3 separate regions of the Mus musculus genome follow, and all the other regions are linked to region 1. The links are chromatin contacts, called in public HiChIP or PLAC-seq and promoter capture Hi-C maps. All regions are on one chromosome and are shown on one strand. The core of a region is the stretch at or near the end of the contact, and the rest is flanking DNA. Distances in the headings are between cores, read along the strand shown. Region 1 holds the start of Slc37a4 (solute carrier family 37 (glucose-6-phosphate transporter), member 4). Region 2 has its middle 16 kb from the start of BC049987. Region 3 holds the start of Treh (trehalase (brush-border membrane glycoprotein)).

Evidence for each region. Promoter capture Hi-C pulls out the DNA fragments that hold promoters and counts their contacts. HiChIP or PLAC-seq counts read pairs in DNA pulled down with a chosen protein or histone mark.
Region 2: an H3K4me3 HiChIP or PLAC-seq map of embryonic forebrain shows a contact between it and region 1, with 3 times the contacts expected there. The contact joins the enhancer-like site here to the promoter of Slc37a4 in region 1. A contact is called at or near these places in 9 of 39 promoter capture datasets (the C10 cell line, the HPC-7 cell line, cranial neural crest and 5 more), 2 of 484 Hi-C or Micro-C datasets (CD4 T cells and differentiating embryonic stem cells), 15 of 115 datasets of contacts at active chromatin or transcription factors (the 230-238 cell line, the SCID.adh cell line, bone marrow-derived macrophages and 11 more) and 3 of 9 other capture datasets (adipose tissue, liver and macrophages).
Region 3: a promoter capture Hi-C map of liver shows a contact between it and region 1. The contact joins the promoter of Treh here to the promoter of Slc37a4 in region 1. A contact is called at or near these places in 5 of 39 promoter capture datasets (cranial neural crest, frontonasal cranial neural crest, liver and 2 more), 7 of 115 datasets of contacts at active chromatin or transcription factors (T-cell acute lymphoblastic leukemia, bone marrow-derived macrophages, embryonic forebrain and 4 more) and 3 of 9 other capture datasets (adipose tissue, liver and pancreatic islet).

The regions. Positions count from the first base shown.
Region 1 is chr9:44,396,109-44,400,367 of GRCm38.p6, forward strand. It overlaps Slc37a4 (solute carrier family 37 (glucose-6-phosphate transporter), member 4), which reads left to right and starts at 2,246. Exons shown (of 8, transcript NM_008063.3): 1 at 2,246-2,513; 2 at 3,141-3,373; 3 at 3,687-3,930. The coding sequence starts at 2,366.
Region 2 is chr9:44,654,445-44,658,588 of GRCm38.p6, forward strand. No RefSeq gene overlaps it. Among named protein-coding and RNA genes, the nearest start is that of BC049987, 16 kb to the right of the region's middle. Within about 2 kb of position 1,422, at least 62 of the 459 cell types and tissues checked have an H3K27ac peak or open chromatin away from gene starts, as enhancers often do. A contact at or near this core is called in the HPC-7 cell line, the SCID.adh cell line, adipose tissue and 6 more, where this site is marked.
Region 3 is chr9:44,671,703-44,676,075 of GRCm38.p6, forward strand. Treh (trehalase (brush-border membrane glycoprotein)) reads left to right here and starts at 1,531. Exons shown (of 15, transcript NM_021481.3): 1 at 1,531-1,638. The coding sequence starts at 1,559. It overlaps BC049987 (cDNA sequence BC049987), which reads right to left and starts at 558. Exons shown (of 2, transcript NR_165440.1): 1 at 440-558.

The sequences.
Region 1 (4,259 bases), core at 996-3,495:
GAAATCATCTGTGGAGCCCTTAAAGGATCAGAGATTGGTGCTGACAGTGAACAGTTGTGAGACTATGGTGGGTTCAAGTCAGGTTATAAGCGTGTCCTTAACCCTAGGCACTTGGAGGCAGAGGCAGGAGGATCACCCTCCTGGTTCCAAGCTATGTCTCCACAAAGTAGTGGTTCAAGGACTGGAACATGAGGTTGAAGCCAGGCATGGTGGCATGTATCTTTAATCCCAGCACTCAGAGGAGACGAGGCAGAGGCAGTAGAATCTGAGTTCAAGGTCAGCTTGGTCTACAAAGTGAGTACAGGTAAGGCTACACAGAGAAACCCTGTCTCGAAAAAAACAAAAACAAAAACAAAAAACGAGAGGGAGGGGGAGGGGGGGAAAGGGGAGACCGGTCTCAAAGGAAGTAGTATTCCAGGCTGTCCTTTGACTCCACACCTACGGTAACACATACACACCCAACACATACACACCACATGACCATTAAAAAGATTTTTAAAGAACTCGAGGTTTCGTCGGAATTCTGTCTTTTAAATGATGAGACTATATTGTTTTTTCTCTGTTCCGACTAATCTGACCACGAATTAAAACTCCAAATTGTGCTGAATTTATTTTCCAGAGAAAACACCATGCCTCTACAATTCAGGGAGTTTCCTGAATCTGCACCCTAACAGGAGGCACTCTATAGACACTGATCGACGAAACGTAATAGGTCATGTGGTGCTCAGCCTATAAGCGGCACTGTCCTTTCACTGGAAGCTGCTTGACAGGCAGGATGACGTCTCCATCCCAGGGTGGACAGTAGTCCGCCCAACTCTGTGCATGCGCACCAGCCTTACTCGAGTCCCGCCCCATCCCACTAGGGGTTACCGCCTCCGTCCAGGTAGGGGTGGCATGCGAAGGAGGGGCGTCAGTGAGGGCGGGACTAGAGGGCAAGTCTGGGACCTTGGGGCTCCCCTGACTTCCGACTACGCCGGAGGCTGTCCGGGTGACTGCCCTTCCGGGATGGCGACAGTTCCACGGCCCAGGGACAGCGCTCTTGCAGATGCGGTGCCCTCGTGGCTGCAGCGCACAGTCTCCGCAGCTCTCTTGCTCCTGTCCCCAGGACCCGCAGTTCCCAGCCAGGAGTCGGGTGTCCCGGGTGGCTTGAGGACACGGGGTGCTCGGCAGGTGGCAAGCGGCGCCGCCTGCCCATCCTGACTGGCAGAGCCTAGGCTGCCAGAGCGAGGGGCCTCCCGAGGCTACGTGCGGCTTCTCTCGCCTACGCCTTGTGCTCCAGCGGCTGTGCAGCGGAGCAGAAAGCTGCGGTGGCGTGCTTCGGGGACCCACAGCCCCGCAGTACGGACCCCCTACTGATGTCGCAGGGTAATAGGGATCCAGAGGCAGTTCCAAGGGGGTCTCATCCAGACCTAAGCCCTAGGCGCGCCTTCTGCGTGTCATTGCAGGGTGAACTGAGGGGCTTGTCCCCCCGTTTAATTTTGCAACTACTGCAGTTATCTCGCTCCTTACCTACTGTTGTTCCTTGCACATTTCAGTGACAGAGGCCAGCCTTAGTGGAAAAAGGAGAATGGGAAATTCCAGAAATAAACGATAGGCTTTAAGAAACTTTTACTATGGTGCCTCATTGTGTTTTACTATTTACTTACTAGGTCTAATTTATGTATCTACCTTTTATCACTGTGTGTATAAGGAAAGTGTATGCGCTGTTCCCTACCACCATGAGGAGTTCAAGAAATATATCCCCCAATGAAGGGGATACCTATTAGGAAACTGTACTCCATTGTGTGCTAAGCATTTGGTGAAGGCTCAGCAGTGGGTGTGGGGTTGTTTTTAAGGTATGTGGTTGATTGAATGAACCTGGGGGGTAGGAACCGATCTAGTGCCTTTCACAATGTCCGGCAGCCTGGCACCGCAAAGGAACCTGAGAGAATGAGAAAGTTCATTGACCAAGGGAGTAGGGCTATACTGAGAGCTTGCTCTGCTCATCCTACCCGAGCCTCCCCTGGGCTTGTGCAGACAAAAGTAATTAGGCTGAGCCTTTAATCACAGCTGGCTTCACAGGCAAGAAGACTTGGGAAAGGAGGGAAGGGCAAGCAGTCCTGGGGACCCTCTCCTCCCCCGGTTTGGCTCTCAGTAACCTGTTTTCTTGTCTCTCTCAGGACACTGGGTTCCCTGGTTGCTGCCCCAGGCTTAATGATTGTCCAGAAGGCGGCTATAAAGAGCCTGGGTGGAGGAGAGAGAAAGCGCACAGAAAAACACAGCTCAGCAGATCCAGGCACTAAAGAGAGCTAGCTGCAAGCAGGAGCAGTCAAGAATCTGTGGTCAGAAGTACTGGAGTGGGCCAGCAGGGCCAGCTTTTTCTACCATGGCAGCCCAAGGCTACGGCTACTATCGCACTGTCATATTTGCGGCCATGTTTGGAGGCTACAGCCTGTACTATTTCAACCGCAAAACCTTCTCCTTTGTCATGCCCTCCTTGGTGGATGAGATCGCTCTGGACAAGGACGATTTGGGTAAGCCATGGAAGGGCAGGGTGGTGGGCTGTGGGATACACCATTTGGAGTATGGTTTGTCCAAGCATGGGGGGTTTCAAGCTTGTATCAGGTGGAGAGGCTGAGCTCCATGTGCCTGGGTGTGGGTGTACATGTGAAACCAGTGCTTAGCCGGTGTATATGCCTGGCACCCACACGTGCCCAGGAGGTGCTACTGGGAGCGGGTAGCAAGGTTTTCACACCTGTTCGTGCATGCTGCACCTGCAGGTCACGGTGAACACTGGGAGAGTAGCACCATGATTTGATGTGTCCTGCGTGCTACCTGCCAGGGGGAATAAGATCTTTGACTCTAGAGTCCTTCGCATTCAGACGTGTTTGGGCTTTTGGCGAGCATTCAGAGTGAGGTGGGAACTGCATATTCCAGGGGTAAAGAAAGAAAGAAATCCAAGAGGCTGAGAAGGTCCAAGTCAGCCTGGGCCTGTGATGCACGGCTCAGCAGGCAGGAGAGTGTCAAATCCGGGAAGGAACCTGTCTCACCCTGCCAGGCACCTGTACACACCTGACCCCTTACCTTCCTCCGCCCCTCCTGTGCCTCTGCCCTGTCCCTAACCCCTCAGGTGTCCTGCTCCCTGCTCCCCTTCGCTGCAGGGCTCATCACAAGCAGCCAGTCGGCAGCCTACGCCATCAGCAAGTTTGTGAGCGGGGTTCTGTCAGATCAGATGAGCGCCCGCTGGCTCTTCTCCTCTGGGCTGCTCCTGGTTGGTCTGGTCAACGTAGTCTTCTCATGGAGCTCCACAGTGTCAGCCTTTGCTGCTCTTTGGTTTCTTAATGGTCTGGCACAGGGGCTGGGCTGGCCCCCCTGTGGGAAGATCCTGAGGAAGGTGAGTGCATCTGATGAGCCTGAGGGGGAGGGCACCCAGTGGGCACTTGGGAGCACCTCTTCTTACACAACCCTTCCACCCCTAACCCATAGCAGGTTCCTTAGGAGTTCCCTGCCAGCTCCTGCTGCTGTTGGGATATTTTAGGAGCCTGAGGGTGGTGGGATCGGGTGGCAGACGAGGGACTGGGCTCCGCCAAGTAGAAGCACTCTTCCCTCATCCCTGTAATGTGAGTGTCTAGGTCTGCCACACTCGAGCTGCTCCTTCTGTGTGGCCTCTAAGCCAGGCACCTATTCTGTTCCCCTCTGCCTCACAGTGGTTTGAGCCATCCCAGTTTGGCACTTGGTGGGCTGTGTTGTCAACCAGCATGAACCTGGCTGGAAGTTTGGGACCTATCTTGGCAACGATCCTCGCCCAGAGCTACAGCTGGCGCAGCACACTGGCCCTGTCTGGGGCACTGTGTGTGGTTGTCTCCTTCTTCTGTCTGCTGCTTATCCACAATGAACCTGCTGATGTTGGACTCCGAAATCTGGACCCTGCCCCCTCCAAGGGCAAAAAGGGTAAGCCTCTATCAAGCTGACTCCTAGAGCACCTTCCTTTGCCCCTGGCTCCGCACGATTTTGTTAGGACTAGCCTTTGCCTTGCCCTGTGCTTGCCACTGGATGTAGGCGAAGGAATGGTAATGGAGATTGGGTGGGAGAAGTAAAGATTCTATCCTGAAATCAGCCAGCGCATCCTGAGCCTTCTCTGACAGCACAGATCTCTCCATTCTGGGTAACCCCCTAAGTTTAAGCAGTTTGGGTGCCTTCTTCCACCTGCACCGTCCTCATTTCCTTTCATTTGCATCGAGGTAGGGGAGAGGGAAGCAGGGCTTTGAGGGGGTGCCCCA
Region 2 (4,144 bases), core at 172-2,671, 260 kb after region 1:
AGAGTGAATTCCAGGATAGCCAGAGCTACACAGAGAAACTCTATCTCAAAAAACCAAAAAATAAAAATAAAGTAAAACAGTAAAACAACAAAAACACCACTAACAACAACAATTAAAGGAGGAAGATGCTTTAAGAAATGAGCCCTAGGGGCTGGAGAGATGGCTCAGTGGTTAAGAGCACTGACTGCTCTTCCAGAGGTCCTGAGTTCAATTCCCAGTAACCACATGGTGGCTCACAACCATCTGTAATGGCATCTGATGCCTTCTTCTGGTATCTGAAGGGAGACTGGAATACCATTGCTCTGATGCCTAGCTTATAATGTGAGCACTTTGTTCCACACATACTCCTGACAGCATGTCACCAGAGGCCCCAAGTGATAGGATCAGTCAATCTTGAACCCTCACCATTGGTCCCAATGAATGGGTCAGTCCAGAACCATAAGCCAAACACAACCCTTTTCTCTTTATAAGTTAATTGCCTCAAGGATTTCATTAGAATAATTAAAAATGATTAATACAACACTCTGATATATTCTACTATTAATCTAGTTAATATCAAATATACAAACCCTGTCTGACTCATGCTTGCCAAAAGAATCTTGTGCTTCCAGGCATCAAGAACTCATGGCCTGGAGACTACTTATATAGGGATGGATAATTTCTTATATGATGTCACTGTGTCACACCCAACAATGTCTCTTTCAACTAATAGTCCTTACAGTGTGCTATTAAGAAACTACAATAAAGTTTCCTGTTAGACTTTGCTCAGGGGCTACGCAGACCCAAAACAAACGAAACAGAACTCTACTCAGAGTCCGCTAGGTGGCTCTCTCTTCCAGCCCTTGAGGGCCTGCCCCGAGTCTCCTGGGAATTTGCTTTCTTCTGCCTTCATTTCTTGCTGTCTGACCTGGCTCACGCTTACAGTCCCTGAAGTCCTGTACAATTACGTCTCCTATAAACAGGAAATGAAATAGTCAAAACCCGACATCAGTAGCAATCTCAAAATAGATGATGATAAGTTCGTTCCACTGAGCAAAACTTCCAGCAGGGCTCCGGGGTACGCGCCCTCGCTGGTGAAGTGCTGGTTAGGTGTGGAATTAAAGGTCAGTTGAGTGCCTAGCATGGTGGCACAAGGCTGGCCTAAACTCACAGATCTGCCTGCCTCTCCCTCCAGAGTGCTGGGATCCAGCACACCGGCTACGTGAAGTGTTTATAAGAACAGCTAGGAGCTGGTTTGCAGACCTGCCCGAGTCTTCCGCTCCAACTTCGTTGGTCCTTCCGTTCAGTTTTCTTCTTCTTCTACGAAGCCAAGGCCTACTGTAGCCTTTAACAAGCATGTGTGGGTTTAGAGAAGGAGAGAGCCACGCTCCAGGCCCAAAGCCAGCTTTAATTTTAAATAAGTTTCACTGAATTGGGACCACGTAAAGACCATTTGTCACTTATGTCTGTAGGGGGCAGCAGAGACAAGCTGGACGTGGGTGATTCCATTCAGCCAATTTACTCTTTTTTTTCCTTAGGACGTTTTCTTTTCCTCCGATGTTACACTTGTCCAGTGGCGTCTAGATTCCTTAGTCGAATGCTTTTATTCTCCTGGAAAGATTAAGAACAAAATCCTGTCCCAAATCTAATTCTGGGGGCTCCTTTTTTAACAAGTTATATCTTTCTAGGACAAAATAGTAGTAATAGTAGGTAGTAGTAGTAGTAGTAGTAGTAGTAGTAGTAGTAGTAGTAGTAGTAGTAGTAGTAGTAGTAGTAGTAGTAGTAGTAGTAGTAGTTGTTGTTGTTGTTGTTGTTGTTGTTGTTGTTGTTGTTGCTGTTGTTTTGGTTTGGGTTTTGGGTTTTGTTGCTATTTGTGTGTCAAGTTGACAAGATGTCAATCGTACTGGCTGGTTTTACCTGTCAACTTGATACAGCTGGAGTTATCACAGAGAAAGGAGCTTCAGTTGGGGAAATGCCTCCATGAGATCCAGCTGTAAAGCATTTTCTCAATTAGTGATCAAGGGTGGGAGGGCCCCTTGTGGGTGGTGCCATTCCTAGGCTGGTTGTCCTGGGTTCTATAAGAAAGCAAACTGAGAAGCCGGGCGTGGTGGCTCACACCTTTAATCCCAGCACTTGAGAGACAGAGGCAGGCGGATTTCTGAGTTCGAGGCCAGCCTGGTCTACAAAGTGAGTTCCAGGATAGCCAGGGCTATACAGAGAAACCCTGTCTCCACCCCCCCCTCCCCCCCCAAAAAAAAAGAAAAAGAAAGAAAGCTGAGTAAGCCAGGGGAAGTAAGCCAGTAAGCAGCACCCCTCCATGGCCTCTGCATCAGCTGCTGCTTCCAAGTTCCTGCCCTGTGTGAGTTCCTGTCCTGACTTCCTTTGGTGATGAACAGCAATGTGGAAATGTAAACTGAAGAAACTCTTTGCTCCCCAACTTGCTTCTTGGTCATGATGTTTTGTGAGGGAACAGAAACCCTGACTAAGACAGGTATAAAATTTAGCATTTGAATACGTAGCAGCTCCAGACCAACCCACAACTGATTATAGGCAACTGAGGAATTTCCTCATTGTGGGAAGGCACAGATCCCTTTGCTACCACATCCTGGCCATGAAGGAATTCAGATAGGCACCAGGCAGCCGTATTACCTTCGCTTCCATGGCTAAGCCTGTGAAGGACTCTACCCTTGAATGGGTCTAATCCATCATTGTAAGGTACATCCTTATGACCATAGTGTTGTTGACAATGACCGAGTATAAGGTTATCTATGCCTTGTAAAATGTCCGGATTTGTTTCTCAGAGAGAGAAAATATTTATTCTCTGTATATGGAAAGCGTTTGCAATAGAAGCCAATAGACAAATATTGGTAGGCTCCTTTTTGTTTTATGAAGAGTCCCCAGTTGCCAATAAATATGACTCCCATAATTAGGCTATCATCTGGTTCAGTATTAGTTAGGGCTGCATGCAGCGATCTGAGCTTATCGGCAGTCACAAAAGCTGCTCTTTGTTCCTGTCCCCATTGGAAATTAGCTGCCTTTTGAGAACCTTGTAGAGAGTGTTTTATAATAATCTGTAATTATGATATGCATTTTTTAGTGTGCAAAACATACCCATTAGGAGCTGTATCTGAGTTTTGTACCTGGGTGGCAGGATCAAAGGCATGGGCCATCACCACTGTGTTCACTGTAACTCTAGAAAACAACTAATTTATAGAGATCTGTCTCTCTCTCTCTCTCTGCTGGGATGAAAGGCATCCGCTACTCAAATATTTTATTTTAGCTCCAAGCCACTCCGACTCTTAGAGATTTAGAAAACAAGTTTGAACTATAGTATTACAGTTTGAATTTACTTAAAGCATTTTAAATCTCTTAATTATGTTTTTAATACCAAACAACCAAAGTATCTTTTTTATTTAAGAACTCAAAAGCTGATGGCCAAGATGGTGTGGGCCATGTGGCAATCTATAGTCTAACATTCTAACATGGAATTAAACACCATGGTTTAAGAAAATCCATCTTTCATTCATTTCATGCCAGTAAGGCAAGTGAGCCTTTGGTAAATTATCATTCAAAAATACTATTAATTTTTTTTATGCCTGATCAAATGAAAGACTTTTGTTAGTCTTTATAATTTAGTTTGGACTGAATGATCAAGCCATATAATGAACTATTACCGATTCAGGAGTTCTCTCCTGTTCGAATCTAATTTTTATCAATTTTGATGATATCCACAGCTTTTCTTCTCCTGTGGAAACAAAGACAAAACCTCTTCCCCAATATACAACATATCCTGGCTTCAATTCTGAGGTTAGCACATCTTTAAAGGAAACTGGCTTATTTACTTTAGTAGTTTTTTTCTGCTATCCAATGTCAGTTGTCAGCTGCTGTCCCTTCTTCATTAGTATTTTAAAAATGTAAAGTTAATATAAAGCCCTGTGTAATGTCTGTCTGGAGGTCTTTATTACGCCCTCTGTTTCAAAGCATGATTAGACCTTCCTATTGTTATAAGCTATAACTATATATTTCTATAAGTGACACCAGCCATTAGGAGAAGCCCAAAAGGTCATGTGTGGACCCCAGACATTGAAACAAGAGGCAGTAACATTGAAGTTGCCTTGGAGACCCCAAGATGTTCGAGATGTCAGAGCCGTGGGTTATCTGCTGT
Region 3 (4,373 bases), core at 281-2,780, 270 kb after region 1:
GCAGAGTTGCTTGGCTGGCTCCAGCCTCACCAAGACAAACCAGGCGTCCCTGCCAGTACAGCAGGAGCCAGATTATAGGAAGACTCAGCTCCTGCCAATACTGTCTTGCTGTTTCCAGAAGGAGTGGAGCCCTCCCAGTTCCCTTCAGGGTCTCTGGAGTATCCCCCAAATTCCCAGCAGTCTCAATGTTAAGGCACGTCTGTCAGCTGCACTTAACCACCCCAGATACCATAAACTCTCCAAGCCCCCGACACTTGCAAGCAAACCAAAAGTTCAAACAGACTTACAGACTCAGACTTTGACAAACAGCAAGGCAAACAAGAAAGAACCTTGGTACCTGCTCGAGACCTCTGATTCACGGCTCTCTGGTGTGTCCTCACAGGAGGTCGAATTCCCAGCCCATGCACCAAATGTAAGACTCTAACGAGCCTTAGCTTACCTGGGACCCCTACCCCTGCCACAGTGAACAACTTGGAGCTAGGGATCGATGCAAAAGCAAGAGGAATTTATTGTTCCAGTACACTGGGGTCTTCCTGCACCTGAAGGAAAGGCAGCAACCTTGGGCAGCCCGTTTGGCCAGTTTTTATACAGCTTTCAGAGGTAGAATAGAGCAACAGCCACTAGGCACAACGTGATTGGTAGAACAGTGTGACTTTTAAACTGATTGGTCCTTAGGGAATGGGGTGGCAAGGGCTTTCCTTGTCTGTGGGGGCAGCCAATGGTCTGTCTTTGTACTCTGGGCTTCCCTTATCTGCAGGTGGTCAGTGGTTAGTCCCTGCTGTGGTCTGAGGAATGGGGTGCCTGTGTGCTCTATGAACTTTCTCTTCCAGGAGGGGAGGGGTCTGGTGGAATTTGTCAAAGTTCCTGAGCTGACCTCTTCACAGCAAATGTTCTTAACCTCTGAGCCATTTCACCAGCTCCTTGGCAAAACCTCTTCACTAACTGGTGCCAAAATGTCCCTCCAGCCTGTCACACAACTTTTGCACCAAGTCTCTGGATGTCTCATGTGATGGCATGGCCTCCTGACTATTCCTCAGGACTCAGTGCAGACATCATCTTATGGTGGGGCTTCCTGATCCATCCCCGAGAGGTTGTCCTGTGTCCTCACAGGGTCTCCTGTAGATAACAGGGAGTTTGATAAAGCTTTGGAGAAGACTTGAGCCATTCTGTTTTAAGTGATAAAGAAATGGTCCCTTCTGGCATTAGAGACTAGGGAGCCACACACAGACTCAGTGTCTAAATCATACTTGGGTGACCTCAGTTGTGGCCCTGGCCCTTGGGTGCCCACCCATATAACTCTGAGCAAAGTCCCTGAGCATGTAATACCAGTTAGAATTGAGAAATGGAAGAAAGTGGCTGATGGGGTAGTGAGCACTGTAGCTGGAGGGCAGAAGTGGTAAGCAGTCCACAAGAAGTTGAAACACACATCTCCCCCCTCAGGTGGCCACACCTCATAGCCTGGACTTTGGCTGACCTGGGTAGGCAAGTGAGGCAGGCCGTGTTCAGCAAGCCAGAGGTGCCAGGGTTTGCTCATTCCGTTCTAGGCACCGTGCCCAGGATGACCTGGGAGCTGCACCTGCTGCTTCTGCTGGGGCTGGGACTTAGGTCCCAGGAGGCCCTGCCACCACCCTGTGAGAGGTAGGGAGGTGGAGAAGCTGTGTGTGTGGGGGAAGACAAGGGTGGAAGGCTGGGATGAGAGCTTACCCTCTGAGGACCAGCCTCTCAGAGGATAAAGAAGGAAGAAACCAGGCTTGTAGGGGTAGAAGGACCAAAACCTGACACCAAACTCACTGTGTTGGAACGAGGTGGAACTTTGAGGCAGGCCTATGTATAATTCCAGAGCTGTTGACCAATGTCTGCCCTCCGTGCTGCTGACCAGAGCTCACCAGCCAAGCAGCTCCTTGGACCAAGCAGGGCTGTTCTCTTCACTGTTCTAGCAAAGCTTGCCTAGCTTAGCGTGAGGGGAGTCTAGGTCCTGTCAAGAACTTACACATAAGTTCAGCCTACCTTGCTGCTCTTTCTGTGTCCCAGGGCAAGTCAATCCTTTCTTCTGAGCCTCAGCTTCTACCAGCAAATACAAAGATGGGGGGGGGTCACTCTACTTCCTGGGTCTGGAACTGTCATTCTCTCTTCCACTCGGACTCATGGAACCCTCCCTCCACCAGTTCTTGCAAGAAGGGTAAAAACAAGGCCTAGGATGGTGAAGAACAAAGAGAAGGTAGGAGCTAAGTAAGCAAGGAGGAAGCAGAAGGGGGTGTCTCAGAGGATGCAATGGGCCGATGGAACGTGGAAGGAGCCATCTTGAAACAGAAGTAGGGAGCAGGGCAAAGGCTCTGAGGTGTCCTCCAAGGGTCACAAAGTCCCATGTGGCCTGGAAAGAAGCAGAACCAGGCTATGAGGTGGAGATAGCTCTAAGGAAAGGAGACCAAGCCCTGCGGACTTGGCAGGACTGGGCTGGGGCTGGGGGGTGGGGCTGAGGAGCCGATTAGGGATGCATGAAGACTGAGCTGTGACTTACTCACTGATGCCCAGGTGTGCAGTATGGAAGGATCTGGAATAATCCTCAGGACTTATTTGTTCACCAGTAGGCAGGACACAGAGTGGCTCTTCCATCCAGTCTCTTGTGTCCTGTTGGGCTATTTGCAGAGTGCCTACCATGAGTGCCGCTGTTTGTCCCTGAGAGCATGTCAGTAGTCCACTTGGACAGTCACACGTGTGCTTGTAGACTCTCTACAAAGAGAGTTACAGGACAGCTAGAGCTACACAGAGTCCCTGTCTCAAAAACAACAACAAAAACCCAAACAGCCACTGAAGGCACAGATGTATTAGGGTAGAGTCCAGGAGAGAAGAAACTCAAACTTCCAGCAGTCTTCTTCCAGAAGATGTGCCCAGAAAGTACCAACCAGGAGTCACCCCTGAGTCTTCATGTTGAGTTTCTTGAGATCCTTCACAGAGACCCCTGTAGGTCTCCAAAGATTAAGCTGACATTGGGTGGCCTATTGTCCCCATCACAAATGTCAGCGTTAGCCTAGGATAGCCAGCGTGCTCCAAGTTCCATCAGGCAGCATACTCTGATATCTTAACCCTGTTCCCTCAGGTGGCTCTGGGACTTGGCGACGTGGCCACCTGTGCGGCACCATTTTTTTGCTGTGTGCTGAGGAATCTGGTCTTCCTCCTGGGTTCATGGCAAGTTGTCTCTCAGCCCTTGGCACTTCTCATGGGATAAGACTGCCTTTGTTGCTTAGCGTGGGCTTTTATGGCTTATAAAGATAAAGTGATTTGTGGCATTGTCCCCAGGAGCTTTTGGCATGACTCGGGATGGGGACAGGCACTCTAGAAAACACAAGAAGGTGTTTAGTAACTTGGATCTTTGAGTTACAAGATACCATTTGACCTTCAGGAAAAGGAAGGTCCCTGTACATGGAAGATCCCATCATATGACCAGTGACTCCGTTAACTGGGCTCTTTGTAATGAGACCCTGGCCAGAACTCTAAATTCCAGACACTGCTGAAGCTTTCTGGTTGGAGTCACAGACGCAGGTTGGTAGGGTGAACACCATGGTTCCCCCCCCCCCCCCCGTTAGAAACACCACAGTGATCAGGAGTCTCTCTGCCTCTACCCATGTGCATCTTTATTTGGCTCATCCTGATTTGCTCTCAATAAGAGAGATATAATCAGCTGGGCATGCTGCCGCATGCCTTTAATGCCTCAGGAGGCAGAGGGAGACCGATCTTTGAGTTTGAGGCCAGCCTGGTCTACAGAGCAAATTCCAGGACAGCCAGGGCTACACAGAGAAACCCTGTCACAAAAAGCAAAAGCAAGAGAAAAGTTTAGCCACAGGTATAGTGGTTTCCTGGGTTCTAGCAAATTATGCAATCTGAGGGGATTATGGGAACCCCCCACATTTATACACAGTTGATGAGAATTGCAGGTCGAATGAGGACCTCTAAGCCTACGGCTGTCCTCTTCATAAAGGAAGGGCTATTCCCTTAACCTGTGTGGAATCTTCATGTCTCCAGGTGGCTTGCCCCAGAATTAAATTGCAGTTAGTGTTAGTGTTAGTGTGTGTTTTAGGAGAATGGCATTAACCCCTTAGAGGACAATTTAGAGAAAAAAAGGGCAAAAGATTGGGTGATGAGGAAGTTTTCATTTCTGGGTGACCACAGGTCACCTGGGTGACCACTTTGGTACTGAAGAATACCTTTGTGAGTCTTGGCACACACCTTTCACCTCAGTACTCAGGAGGCAGAGGCAGGAGGATCTCTGTCAGTTCCAGGCCAGCCAGGTCTACAGAGTGAGTTCCAAGACAGCTAGAGCTACCCAGAGACACCCTGTCTCAAAAACAACAACAAAACCCCCAAACAAACAGAAT